Linked DNA regions of Mus musculus: region 1 is linked to region 2. Evidence: chromatin contacts called from public HiChIP or PLAC-seq data. All regions are on one chromosome and are shown on one strand. Each heading gives the region's core, a stretch centred on a gene start, on an enhancer-like site or on the middle of the called end of the contact. The rest is flanking DNA. Distances are from core to core; before and after follow the strand shown.

Region 1 (2,801 bases), core at 141-2,640, 75 kb after region 2:
CAGATCTCATTACAGATGGTTGTTAGCTACCATGTGGTTGCCGGGAATTGAACTCAGGACCTTTGGAAGAGCTGTCAGTGCTCTTAACTGCTGAGCCATCTCTCCAGCCCCTATAAATTTTTTTTGTTTGTTTTTTGTTTTTTGAGACAGGGTTTCTCTGTATAGCCCTGGCTGTCTTGGAACTCACTTTGTAGACCAGGCTGGCCTTGAACTCAGAAATCCGCCTGCTTCTGCCTCCAGAGTGCTGGGATTAAAGGCGTGCGCCACCATGCCCGGCTCAAAATGTTTAAATTTTATTTTTCTTTAGAGCTGAATAGCCTTCCAGATGTTCCCTATCCATTCTTCTGTTGATGGACAACATGATTAGCTCCACTCCCTCGCTCTAATGAGTAAAGTAGCAATAACATGGAGGTGCAGATATCACTGTGGTAAGGGTGGAGTTCTCTCGTATGTTCCTAGGAATGAAATGCCCGGGCCACATGATAGTTATATTTAAAATTGTTTCAGGAACCTTCAAGGTGACTCCCGGAATGGCTGCATTAATTTGCACCCCCACCAGCAGTGGCTAAGGGATCCTCTTTCCCACATCCTCTACAACATTTGTAGATTTCTTGATGATAGCCATTCGCCTGGGTGAGGTGAAGCCTTAACATAGTTAAAATTAGCATTTTGCTGATGGCTACAGATGGTAAACACTTTTCAAAATAGTTAATTGGCTATTTGTGTTTCATTAGGTGTTTTTTTTTTTAAATGTCTATTTATTTCATCAATCCACTTATTGGTCGGTAATTTTATTTCTCCAGGGTCTAATTTCTGAAATTCTTTGTAGATTCTGGGTATTGTCTCTTGTCTGGGGTACGTCTGGTGAAGATTCTCTCATTCTGTGGGCTGACTGTTTCCTTTGCTGTGCAGAAACAGGATGGATGTTCATCTAGATGCACAGACCGTGGGGTCTGGCTAACTGTGTGATGTGTTCCAATTTGTAAGTCCTTTATATTGAAGTCTTGATTAATAAAAAAGAAATTCTTAGCTTAGAGACTTGAGTTTTCTTCCTAAGTTTTTGCTTGGTGTTCCAAGCACACATAATTAAAGGTCGGGACTGCTTCACCATCACCTAGGAAATGAAATCCCACCTCTTGATTTGATGTTTAATCTCATAAAACCTTCCCTCATGTATTATTTTCCAACCTTTGCTTGTTTGTTTTATTGCTTTTCCATACAAATTTCCTCTGTAGGAACTGTGAAAAAACGACATCATTTTCAACGCTAAGGTGCCATTTTTAATGGAGGTTAACTGGGCGTAGCCACTTCTGGCTTGCTGCTGAGATAGCCCTTTGCTTGCCCATCTGTTCTAGCACTCATGCTGTGCTCCGTGAGGAAAGCATCTGTCTCCACAGCTGCCTTGTGTAGCTGGAGAGAGCAGAGATTGTCTCACACACTAGTGTAAGGGATAGTGGTTAGCACAGAGTCTTCCCCAGGAAAACAAAGGGAACACAATTCAGTAACAGAGGAGAACCCAGGCTCCTTAGCCTTCTTCCTCTTATAACTCAGACTAGGTAACAACTCGTGAATAAAATTCCCAGGATGATAAGAGAAAATTATTTATCTTATTAGTTCTTCTTGTAAGTATGTGAAATTTTACAAAGCACACACACACACACACACACACACACACACACACAAACCCACTGATATGTTAATTACATACTAACGAAAATGAGAGTTGTAGATAGTTTGCCAAACGCCTATCTGACTGTGTCCACTGAGTACCATGGGGAAGAAAGCATGACTCCCTTCCCCCTCGCTGGAGAGATGACACCGTAGTTTACATGGGTGTGGTGAATACAAGAAGCAGATTAACAGCCTCTGAGCACCTGGGTCCACTCCCTTCCATACTCTCTGCGATAGCAGGAGATTAAATTATTTGACAATTACTTTTCTTTCATAACTTTGCTTTGGAGAGAGGAGTCTCATGAGAATGTCCTGTTGTCTTTTGTGGGCTTGCATATGTTTTACTTTCCTTTTAGATCCTTGGGGCCCTGCACTCCTTTGTGGTAATGATGGATAGTACTCACCCACTACACAAAGGCCTATGTAGATAAAGGACTCTGAGACCTGAGCATTTTCAAAAACATACTTGCTTTAGCTTCTTGGCTGTCAAGGGAAACAGAAAAAAAATTTTTTTTAAACATAGGTTTTAAAATTTTAGTGAAAGCTGGTGATCACAATATTAATGATTAGACTATGTGGTGGTTTGAAATGCTAGGCCCAGGGTGTGGCACGATTAGGAGGTGTGGCCTTGTTGGAGTAGGTGTGGCTTGTTGGAGGAAGTATGTCACTGTGGGTGTGGGTTCTGAGAGCTTCCTCCTAGCTGCTTGAGGATGCCAGTCTTCTGTTTGCTTTTCGGTCAAGATGGAGAACTTTCGGCACCTCCAGCCCTACATCTTCCTAGACACTGCCATGCTCCTGCCTTGATGATAATGGCCTGAACCTCTGAACCTGTAAGGCAGCCCCAATTAAATGTTGTCCTTTATAAGAGCTGCCTTGGTCTCTTCGTAGCAATGGAAACCCTCACTAAGACACGATATTTAACAGGATTTAAATGGCTGTGTTCTGTTTGCTTTCACTGGGATTTAAAAGGTAACCAAGGAGAATATTCTTTGAATAGGATCACTGAGCAACTTATAGAACAGACTCACTTGGGTGTTCATGACAGAAACCCTCGACATTGCATTTTTATGAATTTCAAAGTCCACAGGCAGAGGGATCTTTTCTTTCTTTTCCTTCCTTCCTTCCTTCCT
Region 2 (2,922 bases), core at 107-2,606:
TTTCGGACTCGTTAACCAAAGATGACTTGATGTCGGCTAAGTCGCCCTCCTCTTCGGGATGACTGATCTCGGCGAAGATCTTCTCCTTCTGGGGATCGCCTTCGTCCTTGAAGGGGATCATCTCATCGGTGGCGCAGAGTTCCGGGTCCCCCCCGCCGCCTCCTCCGGAAAGTTGGGGCATCCCGGCGGCTGTGTAATCTCCGCTCCGCTGCGGGAGCACTCCGAGACAGCAAGAAGGGAGGGTCGATGTGAGGTGGGGGAGTTGGAAGACTGAGTGCGGGAGGACTGTGAATGGAAGCCGGGTGGGCAAGCGAGGGGCCCACGGCTGGAGCAGCTGCAGGAGCCTCTGCGATTGCCGCGCTTTCCCACTTAGAAGGACGCCGGCGCCCGGCCCTGGGGCGAAGGGCACCAGACTGCGAGGGCGGCAGCCGCCGGCGCCTCTGAGAGCGTCTACGCCGCTCCGCGTGCACTAGGCTAGGCTGCCAGGGCTGGGTGGCCACCCCACGCCGCACTCGTTGCTGGGGTCTGTGCTTCGAGGACACCGGTTCCGGAGGGGACACGACTTGCCAAAGTGCAAACGAGGGTCCCGTGGTGCGTCACCGTGCAAAACCTCTCCACGGATTCCTCGGATGCTGATTTCGGTGATTTGGGGTTTTGTTTTGTTTTGTTTTTGAGAAGAGGAGAGCTGGGCCAAGAGGCTCCCTTTGCCCCAGCGGAGGTACGAGAAGAATCAGAAAATACCGAAAAGTCCACTTCCTTCAGAGTAAACAATAAAGAGCCACCGGGCTGCAGACGTCCGCGTTAGAGCTTCTTTCCTTCCCTTTCGCTTCGGTTTTCCTTCTGGAGGAGCATTTAATCTGCTGGAGGGGGAGGGGCGGAGGAGGAGGGGAGAAAAAGAGAAGTTTGCCAAGAATAAAGTTTGTGATGATGAGCGCTGGGAATCGGCGGTGGCTGGCACGGCGGAGTCTTGGGGAGTCACAGCAGGAGCTTCGGGCCCAAATGTTCCAGCCCGCAGCTCGGGCCGATACACACACTTACACACACACACACACACACACACACACACACACACTCGAGCCCGATCCCTCTTTGTTCCCGGCTCGAGTTTCTGCCTGGCTCGCCTCTCTCCCCGCCTCCCCTCGGTCAAAGCAAAGAGCTGCCGGTGGCCCCTCGGCTCCTCCGGGCAGACCGGCCGGGGAACACCCGGAGCGTAGCCGCTTGCAAGGCTCCGGGAATGTCCGAATGCCAGGGCCCACGAAAGCGCAGCCCGGTCCCTCCGGTGCGCGCTGCCCCGCAGGTGAGCGGTTGCGCCTTCCCACCGCTTCTCCTCGCCGCGCCTAGCCGGCGCTGCAAAGCTATTCACTTGCGTCGCTTCTCCTCCCCCGCCCCTCCCCCGCCTCCTGCTCTCCTTGGCTGCCTGCTGGAGGGGTGGGGAGGAGGGAGTCTGTTAGGAGGAGGAGGAGATCCAGGTTCTCTCCCCCCCCCCCCAGCCCTAGTTCATTTCCTAGCACCCAAAGGACGAGTCATACTTGGGGGGGGGGGGCGCCGTGGGGGTGCGTATGTGTTTGCGCCCGCCTGTTCATGCCTGGGGGGGGGGGGACGACACCATACAACCTGAAGATAGACTGGGTGCTGTGTGTAACCCAACCCCAAAGAACAGTGTGGCCCACGTGAAAATTGACGAGAAACTACGGGAATGGCTTAACTTCATCATCTGAGCATCTCTTCTTCTCTTGCCGACCCCACCCCACCCCGCCCCCGGCGCCTCACTTCTAGTCCTTTGCCAGTCTTTCTTCAACCTCCTTCCCGCCGCCCACTCTAGCCCCCTCACTCAGGCAAGGGGAGGAAGATGAAAGAGAAAGCCGCTGGCGCTGTGGTCGACACCACATTGATAGATGCTCTGACAGAGGGAATAAGGCGAGAATTAGGGACTAGGGGAAGGAAAAGGAGAAAATGTAACACATTGCTCACCTAACCAGAGAGAAGAGATTCAGCAAAGGCAAACAGAAGAGTTGTGACTCTACTAACCGTGAATCACACACACTTCGGAGACAAGGGCACACCACCCTAGCGAAAATAAAATCTCCAGGCTTACCAGGGGGGAAGGATCAGTAAGAAGGGTGTGGATGAAGACTGAGCCTTAAATATCGCTTCTACGCTATCACATTCATTGTGCCTTTATCACCGAATGAACGTGGGTTTTTGGAGATTCTCGACTCAGCGTGTAGAGACCTCGTAGAAAAAGGAAAATACATCCCAAAAGGAGGGAGAAGAACAACCTAGGAGAGGCAGGCAGCACTGGGCAGTTGCTGACATCCTGGAGACTCCGCTGAAAGGGACCTTTAAAGGATGGATGTAAATACGAATCAAACCTCAAAAATTCTCCGGTTCCCACTGTCTCCTTGGTGCATTTTGGACAGGACTTTTAAGGGCGACGCTTTGTGAAAGTCACTGTGTAAGTGGGGCTTAAGTTTGGAAACACATTGTCTTTTAGCTCTCAACCCCTCCCCTCAAGTCAAATATTCAGGCAAAATCATTAGACCAGTGAGGCAGCCATCTGTAGAACCTGGGAGCAGTAAACAGGAAGAATTGTATCTCCATCTTACTTAAATGGAAAATAAGACTCCAACGAATCGTGTGTTGGTTTCATTACATAAGAACGCTTAGGACAAGAGCTCTCTTTTAAAGGTGAAAGTGTGGGCTATTGGGCATTGTAGACTTTAACAGTTCTTTAAGTCAGCATTTAAAACTTTGCTTACTGATAACTACCAGTTTGGGAGCTGGCTAGGAGGTGGATATATATATATATATATATATATATATATATATATATATATGTTTGAAATATATGTATAGTTTGGTTTGCTGCATAGGACGTGGTTGGTCATATGTAATCTGATAGATTTAGGTACAACAAGGGGC

Evidence for each region. HiChIP or PLAC-seq counts read pairs in DNA pulled down with a chosen protein or histone mark.
Region 1: an H3K4me3 HiChIP or PLAC-seq map of the SCID.adh cell line shows a contact between it and region 2, with 31 read pairs. The contact joins the enhancer-like site here to the promoter of Lef1 in region 2. A contact is called at or near these places in 6 of 39 promoter capture datasets (3T3-L1-derived adipocytes, the C10 cell line, frontonasal cranial neural crest and 3 more), 1 of 15 datasets of contacts at CTCF or cohesin (pro-B cells), 14 of 484 Hi-C or Micro-C datasets (the C10 cell line, CD4 T cells, CD4 single positive thymocytes and 5 more), 9 of 115 datasets of contacts at active chromatin or transcription factors (the 230-238 cell line, the SCID.adh cell line, T-cell acute lymphoblastic leukemia and 5 more) and 3 of 9 other capture datasets (adipose tissue, liver and pancreatic islet).

What each region holds. Positions count from the first base shown.
Region 1 is chr3:131,033,575-131,036,375 of GRCm38.p6, reverse strand. No RefSeq gene overlaps it. Among named protein-coding and RNA genes, the nearest start is that of Gm36603, 73 kb to the left of the region's middle. Within about 2 kb of position 1,390, at least 10 of the 459 cell types and tissues checked have an H3K27ac peak or open chromatin away from gene starts, as enhancers often do. A contact at or near this core is called in the SCID.adh cell line, where this site is marked.
Region 2 is chr3:131,108,731-131,111,652 of GRCm38.p6, reverse strand. Lef1 (lymphoid enhancer binding factor 1) reads right to left here and starts at 1,356. Exons shown (of 12, transcript NM_010703.4): 1 at 1-1,356. The coding sequence starts at 181.